Regions from separate parts of the Oryctolagus cuniculus genome. Here region 1 is linked to region 2. Evidence: chromatin contacts called from public Micro-C data. All regions are on one chromosome and are shown on one strand. Each heading gives the region's core, a stretch centred on a gene start, on an enhancer-like site or on the middle of the called end of the contact. The rest is flanking DNA. Distances are from core to core; before and after follow the strand shown. Region 1 overlaps MBD2 (methyl-CpG binding domain protein 2). Region 2 holds the start of MBD2 (methyl-CpG binding domain protein 2).

Region 1 (3,696 bases), core at 662-3,161, 44 kb after region 2:
AAAAAAGACATTACTGTGTAACAATTCCTCCTGAATCTGTTCTATTTTTCAAACTAAAAATAGAAATTAACAGTTATTTTTTTGACAACTACCATTTCTTTAAGGGCTTAACCTCTGATTGATGTGGTAAACAATAAAGGGAAAATATCTGGAACAATGGGTAGGCTAATAGGGGTGACAGCTGGTGTTTTTCAGCACCTGCCTTTACACCTGGGAGGCAGGGATCAGAGGTGGTTAAATCTCCATTGTTCCTTTAATGGACCAGATTTCATACATAATCCTCTCTTGTTTTTGTTTTTCACTTTTTCCTTAAAATAAGCCAGTAAGACCTTATTCATTATAAGAGATAAAATTGAAAAATTTGGTCACAACTTTACTGTTTGTGAAAAACAATGTGCTGCTATAGTTTTCCCAGGTGTGATATAAAGTGCATTTTCCTAGAGGCAGAAAAAGTTTATTGCTTGCCCGGTATTTTAAGGGAATACAAGGGGCCTGTCTCTTAGGTATTGCATGTATTTTCATACTGTTAGGGTCTCAATCTAGTCCCCAAAATTCATTCTATTTCCTTGATAGGAATGTTTTCTTCCTTCAGCGGAAAATATTTAAGTGCCACTGTTATTATTAATATTTATACATTGCTCTATGGTATCACAGTAGAAAAATATGTGTGGCCAAAAATCTTTGAAATGCGTGAATAAAGTTTTTCTGAACAGAGAGAATGCTAAACTATACTGGCATTTAGCGAATGGAATCTAGTAGTTGAAGTCAAAATCATGACCCTGAGTTCTCGTAATTTATTCCTCTAAACATGCTTTTTATAGTCATGTTATTTGACTTGTATCCTGGAGAGGTAAATTTGCCACAAGTACATCTTTTCCCATCTATTGTCTCAACTGCCTTTTCTCCTAAGATTTTTTTCTTACATTTATTTACCTTTCAGTTTTCATTAGGTGAGAAAATCATGGTACTCCATCTAACAGAGTGTTTGTCATTCACATTTTAATCCCATTTTTTCTGACTTTTGTTCCTTCAATTGAGCCTTGAGTATTTGTATTCCCTAGCTTCAGTTCCTGATCCTTTTATTATTATTAAACATATATGCTCATCTTGGAGGTCTCTGTCACTTTGACAGATGACTTCTAAGTGCATGTCTCCAGAAGTGAGCTCTCTCCTGGAAAGTGGACTTGGACTTCAACTCTTTTCTGGACACATTTCTAGATGGAATTCCTGTGGGAAGCTGTAACATAGTATATCTCAAATCAGGGACATTAAAAGGTCAGGCTCAGAGACAGACAAGTTTGGGTGTATGAGTCAATGTTTGCATGTATTGCAAAGGTAAAATTATAATTTTCCATTACATCATACCAACATTAACCAGTTTTTCTATACATTAAACTCAGTCTCAACTTTTAGCTCCTATGCGTTCAGAAGCCTAGTATTATCATGAATCTGATAGCTTTATATTTTTCAGACATCCATTTGGTAATATGCCATGTTTAATTCTGGTAGCACATAGCCATAAATGTTTAATAACATATAGAAAACGTGCTTCTCAAATTTATATTAGTTTTTCCTTCATCTATTTCCAGCTATCCTTTAAAATCTTAGTGTGAATGAAGAATCTGCAAACAAACGCATTTCACAGATTCCTAGTGGTTGTTAGGTTGGACTTTCAACACAAGAGTATTTACCGAGTCAAAGGCCATGGATTCTCGTGTTAGACAAGAACATCGAAATTAAGAAATGATCCTGAGAAATTCGGTAAATTCTACACGGACTCAGGTTTTGAGTCTAAAGGTAAGTCCCACGTGGCTAAAGGTCATATTCCAAGTTGCTTCCCTGTCTCCACGCTCAGGAAGTTCTAGCGCCGTCGGTCAGAGGCCCTGAGCTCAGGCCCTGGCCAACACCTATAATCCATCATCCCAGGGCCCCGCGGCCTCCTTCTCGGAGTTCCCCGGGAAGCCCTGGAAAGGGGGTATCCCAGTGATCGTTAGGGAACAGAACACGAGGTCCAGCTCGTCTGTCGTTCATTCATTGGGCAGTAAACACAGGTAACGACACGCAGCGCGGGCGACGAACCCTGCTGTAAACCCGGTACGCGCCGTCGCTGGGGCGCGGGGTCCCCAGTGACTCAGAGCCCGACCGGCCTTCCGGGCTCGGCGCGTCCCGGGGGGCGGGGGCCGGAAGGGCGCGGCCGGGGGCGGAGCCGGTGCGGCCTGGGAGGGCGTGTCCCCGAGGAGGCGGAGACAAGATGGGCGCTCGGAACGCTTGGAGGACCTAAGAGGCGGCGGCCGGGGCCACGCCCCGGGCGGGAGGGCCGCTCTGTGCGCGCCCGCTCTATGATGCTTGCGCGCGTACCCCGCGCGCCGCGCTGCGGGCGGGGCGGGTCTCCGGGATTCCAAGGGCTCGGTTACGGAAGAAGCGCAGCGCCGGCTGGGGAGGGGGCTGGATGCGCGCGCACCCGGGGGGAGGCCGCTGCTGCCCGGAGCAGGAGGAGGGGGAGAGCGCAGCGGGCGGCAGCGGCGCTGGCGGCGACTCCGCCATAGAGCAGGGGGGCCAGGGCAGCGCGCTCGCCCCGTCCCCGGTGAGCGGCGTGCGCAGGGAAGGCGCTCGGGGCGGCGGCCGTGGCCGGGGGCGGTGGAAGCAGGCGGGCCGGGGCGGCGGCGTCTGTGGCCGTGGCCGGGGCCGGGGCCGTGGCCGGGGACGGGGCCGGGGCCGGGGCCGGGGCCGCGGCCGTCCCCCGAGTGGCGGCAGCGGCCTTGGCGGCGACGGCGGCGGCGGCGGCTGCGGCGGCGGCGGCAGCGGCAGCAGCAGCGGTGGCGGCGGCGCCCCCCGGCGGGAGCCGGTCCCTTTCCCGTCGGGGAGCGCGGGGCCGGGGCCCAGGGGACCCCGGGCCACGGAGAGCGGGAAGAGGATGGACTGCCCGGCCCTCCCCCCCGGATGGAAGAAGGAGGAAGTGATCCGAAAATCTGGGCTCAGTGCCGGCAAGAGCGATGTCTACTACTTCAGGTACCGCCCTGGGGCGGGGGGGGAGGGGGCGGCGGGGTCAGCCCGGGGTCAAGGGTCAAGAGCTGGCCTGGGCCGGGGGTCCCCGGAGGGGCCCGGGGGATGTGTGTGCAGGGCAGGCTGGCCGGGCAGTGAGGGGTGTGAACCCTCGGGTGGGAGTCGGCCCCGGCGTCCCATGCCAGAGGGGTCAGGAACAGTGGTTTGGTGTGCCGTGCGAGGGTTCTTGCGGTCGGGAGGAGTTGTCCACGGAAGGGTTAAAAGAAGGTGTAATTCATCGAAACTATAAAACCCAGTGGCTGTTGGCTCCTGTCCTGGCCTGTCCTAGATTCATCATCGCAGGAGTGTTTAATCATGCACATGTGGAAGAATTAGCTCTGCGCAGCAGCGAGGGTTAGGTTGCTTCGTGGGCCCCGGGAAAGTTTCACGGGAAGCGGCTGCTTGGAATGCCTCAAGTTTTGTTGTAACTCCCCTGGTGTTGCAGAGCCTTTGTTACTTGGTTGATAGCCTCCCAACCCGCCATTCGCCCCCCAGGGAACACTTGGCAATGTCTGCAGGTATTTTTGGTTCTCACACCTGGGGAGGGGTTCCTGGCGTCCTGTGAGTAGAGGCTAGATAGAGGTGGTGCTTCGGGTCCTACGGGTATTATGCTTGGGACGGGCCCCAGCAGAGTGGTCTGGCCCGGAGTGCACC
Region 2 (4,191 bases), core at 1,254-3,753:
TGGTCTTTAAGGTGAAACTTCTTGCATTTAAAAAGATACTTGTGGCTTGCGCTGAGGCTCACTAGGCTAATCCGGCGCCGGCACACCAGGTTCTAGTCCCGGTCGGGGCGCCGGATTCTGTCCCGGTCGCCCCTCTTCCAGGCCAGCTCTCTGCTGTGGCCAGGGAATGCAGTGGAGGATGGCCCAAGTGCTTGGGCCCTGCACCCCATGGGAGACCAGGAAAAGTACCTGGCTCCTGCCATCGGATCAGCGCGGTGCGCCGGCTGCAGCACGCTGGCCGCGGCAGCCATTGGAGGGTGAACCAACAGCAAAGGAAGACCTTTCTGTCTCTCTCTCTCTCACTGTCCACTTTGCCTGTCAAAAAAAAAAAAAAAAAAATTTAAAAAAAGATACTTGTGTTTTTATCGAAAGCTTGCTGTTTTAATATTTGGAGTTGTTTAACACTCAACTACTTTGTTAGCTGTCACTTTCAAAATGGGGAGGACAGATGACAACTCCCAGATGTGATTAAAAAAACAGCTGTTTTTGATATACAGACTTATAAAATTTCAAACACCGAGAATAAGAAGTCTGCCTAAAGAACTAAGCCACTGACCAAATGAGGAGACTAAAAGTTTCTGCTTTTTTTCATTTGGTCAGCTTGGCTATACTGGCCTCAGATTCACCATTTTTTCAAAGAGGCTTATAAAGCTGGTACTTCATAGTGAAGTCTAGACGCCTGTCCATATAGCACTTTAGGGAACGCTTCCAGAATCTTAATATGGTTAGTACATTAAAATACAAGCATCCTCATAGCTAATGATACCATTACACAAGAAAAATATCATCAATGTCCAGAATTACCTAAAGGCTTGTCCTTTAATTCTGGATTTGAGATCATTTCTACCTGTGCATAAAAGCAATCCAAATCCACGTGGACTATGATTCTGAATGAAGAAGTTCGAGTTGGGACCACTTGATCATGAACTGTCGCACAATATACAAAGAAATACAAAAATATATTCAGACTGCTTATCATCCTTGAGCAACAGGCAATGTCTTAGAACATGGTATCTAAGAAAGAAGACGGCAGAGTGATTTTAAGTTTTTCTTGGATTTGTTTTGTCAAAATTTAAAAATTACAAAGACCTTAAACTCCATCTATAGTAGGGTCTTCAATCCTGCTTCCATTTCTTTGCATAGTTATTTTTCTCACGCTAGAAAAATAGTTGACTAAAAGTTTCTTGATCCATTATGGATGATGCAAGTACTAATACTATCCTTTTGAAGTACATAGTAGCTTTTAGAATAAATCAGAAAGGGCAGAAAAGTTGAAATGTTGATTTCCAACATTACACTGTGGCATGTCCTTACATTTAAAAAAATCTGCCACGTAAAACATCAAAGGACAACCTGTGAGTTGCAGTGGACTCAATTTAACTCCTACTTGAGAGCAGGATTATCTGGTTTCGTGCTAACCCCAGCGCCTAGAAAAGCATGCAGGACATAAGAGACTGCTCAACACCACTCACTAACTGGAAAGACCCAATTATTTCTTGGATTTCAAAAAAGTCTTTAACTCATGCATGGGCAGAGGAAGGGTTGACAGAGGCAAGAAGGGCTCTTCAACCAGGTTAAATCAGGCAGGCGAGATGCAGTGGTGGTAGTCTCGTTTGATGCTGGAACAGCCAAGAACATTAGGGTAAGCACTGGTAACGTGAATACAGTGTAGTCCACTTAGCAATATTATACCAATGTTGATTTCTTAGTTCTGACAAACGTACCAAGATAATGCAAGACATTAAAATTAAGGGCATCGCTCTGCAACTTTTTTTTCTGTAACCATGATATTCCTTTTTTTTTTTTTTTTTTTTTTTTAATGCAAAGAATGTGAGGCAGAGGTTTGCCTGCAGGCCCTGGGGTTGCCACAGGCAGGAACCTGAGGTCGGGAATGTTTCAACCTCCCAACTCCTGGCTTCCCGGCGGCCATCCCTTCCAGCCCAAACCGAGGCCGGATCGCAGGCCCCCAGCAGGAGACCGACATGGTTCTCAACTTCTCTAACCTGACGCAGCCCGGCAGCTCGCGACCGGCTCCGCCTCGCCGCCCTCGGGGGCTGCGTCCTCCACGTGCCGGCGGCGGGCTGACGCCACCCACCTTGCACCTGCGAGACGAAGTCATCCCCCCCGAGGGATGCCCCTTGCCTGAGAAACACGAGGCAGATAAGGGAAACCCTCCCTGGACAGGGCCGGGAAAGCGAAAGGCGCCGGAGGCCGCAGGGGCGCCCACCCGCGCGTCCCGCCACACCCTCCTCGTTTACGCCCTCAGAGCACCCTGCGAGCCGCCGGCCGCCTCCGCGTCCGCCAGCTCCATGGCCCAAGCCTCGTCCTCTTCCTCGTCGCCGCCGCCTTCCTCCTCCGACTCCACCCCCAGCGTCGCCATGCTGCAGCCGCTCTCCGCGCGCGGCGGCTTCCGCCCGCTTCCGCCCGGTCTCCTGGGAAACCGCGGCCCCGAGTCCGGCCGCTGGCGCCGGCGTGTGGCGGCCAACCGGCCCGCTTCCCGGAGTGACGCGCGGGCCGGGGTTCCCGGGTCGGGTGGCTGGAATCGAAACCCCAGTCAGCTCGGTTTTTCCTTGAGGGCTTTGACGTTCGGTGCACACCACGTATTTTAACTTTCATCTCTGCTGCCTCCTGATCCATGTTAATGTAATTGCTAATCCTAGACCTGAACTCTTTCTTTCTGGTGAGAGCAGGGGGAGCAGGGGTGGGTGCCCGTTATGGTAAGCTCCAGGTGGCCATGCGAACGATGATGGCAAGTGTGTTAAGGTTTGTGAGGTGGCGTTTGCTTTATTTAATTATTGGACCCGGTTTGACAGCTCCCATCAGCTTGTACACTCCCCCCAGATTGCCACAGTGACTGGGGCTGAGCTAGGCTAAGGAAGACAGAAGCCAGGAACTCAATTCTGGTCTCCCACGTGGTCTCCCACGTTGGGCAGGGGCCCAGCTACCTGAGCCGCTCATTTCCTGCTGCCTCCCACGGTCTGCACTGACACGAAGCTGAAGTCAGGATCTCAGGAATTGAACCCAGCTCCTCCAACGTAGGATATGAGTGTCTGAATCGCCAGGCTAAATACCTGCTCCTGGATCCAAGATTTAGTACCAAAACTGAATAGGATTTTGATCCATGAGTTTTGATGTCATAAAATCTCCAATCTAAACCTTTCCCCTTGCTAATTATGTGACTCTCTGAGCCTCAGCTGCTCTGCTGTTTAAAAAAAGAAGAAAAAACAAGAAAAGAAAATGAAAAAATTATCTTAAATATTTTGAGATAAAATGAATAGATAAAAAACTGACAACTTTTTTAAAAAAGATTTATTTATTTGAGAGGCAGAGTCACAGGCAGAGAGATGGGGAGACAGAGAGAAAGGTCTTCCACTCACTGGTTCACTCCCCAAAGGGCTGCAGTGGCTGGAGCTGGGCCCATCCGAAGCCAGGAACCAGGAGCTTCATCCAGGTCTTCCACATGGGTGCAGGGGCCCAAGGATTTGAACCATCTTCTACAGCTTTCCCAAGCCATCAGCAGGGAGCTGGATTGGAAGTGGAGCAGCCAGAACTCCAACCAGTCCCCCTATGGGGTGCTGGCGCCAGAGGTGGAGGCTTAACCTACTACGCCACAGTGCTGGCCCCTGACATACAGCTTTAATACCCTGATGTATATAAAACAGCTAACACGTTGAAGTTGCTGAATAATTATTAGTTCTTTCTTTGCCTTCTATGAGGATGCCATGAGTGTCTGTGTTTGTTGGTTTGTGTGTGTGTGTATGTGTATGTGTATTTCTTCCAATTATTTACATTTCTCACACTCTTGCTCTTTATGCTATTCTGTGTATATGAATATATGTATATGCAAACACATATATACAGACATTAAAATATATATATGCACTTGTATTCAAACATGTAATTTTTTGCATGATTCTGTTTCTTATCAAATAGGATCTGAGAATGTTGAGAAATATTTTAAAGGAAATGTTGATGCATCCAGAAAGGAGAAGGAATAACCAGCCTAGCTGGGGCTCAATGGTTTGAAGACCAGACCTTCCTCGTTGGGTATTTATTCTTCGACATTTGGACCGCTTCCCTAAAAGTCTCCTCTCTAGGATCTGCATTGCCTGTTTAGAGCTATGCTATTTTTTTATGAATGCTGTTTGGTAA

Evidence for each region. A called contact is a pair of places that touch in the nucleus more often than the background predicts.
Region 1: a Micro-C map of ear pinna shows a contact between it and region 2, with 4 times the contacts expected there. The contact joins the enhancer-like site here to the promoter of MBD2 in region 2. A contact is called at or near these places in 3 of 6 Hi-C or Micro-C datasets (ear pinna, psoas muscle and an unstated tissue).

Annotation. Positions count from the first base shown.
Region 1 is chr10:24,057,295-24,060,990 of mOryCun1.1, forward strand. It overlaps MBD2 (methyl-CpG binding domain protein 2), which reads left to right. Exons shown (of 10, transcript XR_011379325.1): 5 at 1,590-3,009. Among named protein-coding and RNA genes, the nearest start is that of POLI, 44 kb to the left of the region's middle. Within about 2 kb of position 1,912, at least 5 of the 8 cell types and tissues checked have an H3K27ac peak or open chromatin away from gene starts, as enhancers often do. A contact at or near this core is called in ear pinna, where this site is marked.
Region 2 is chr10:24,013,045-24,017,235 of mOryCun1.1, forward strand. MBD2 (methyl-CpG binding domain protein 2) reads left to right here and starts at 2,504. Exons shown (of 10, transcript XR_011379325.1): 1 at 2,504-2,719; 2 at 2,768-2,792; 3 at 3,973-4,187. It overlaps POLI (DNA polymerase iota), which reads right to left and starts at 2,510. Exons shown (of 11, transcript XM_051851199.2): 1 at 2,311-2,510; 2 at 844-966. The coding sequence starts at 2,419.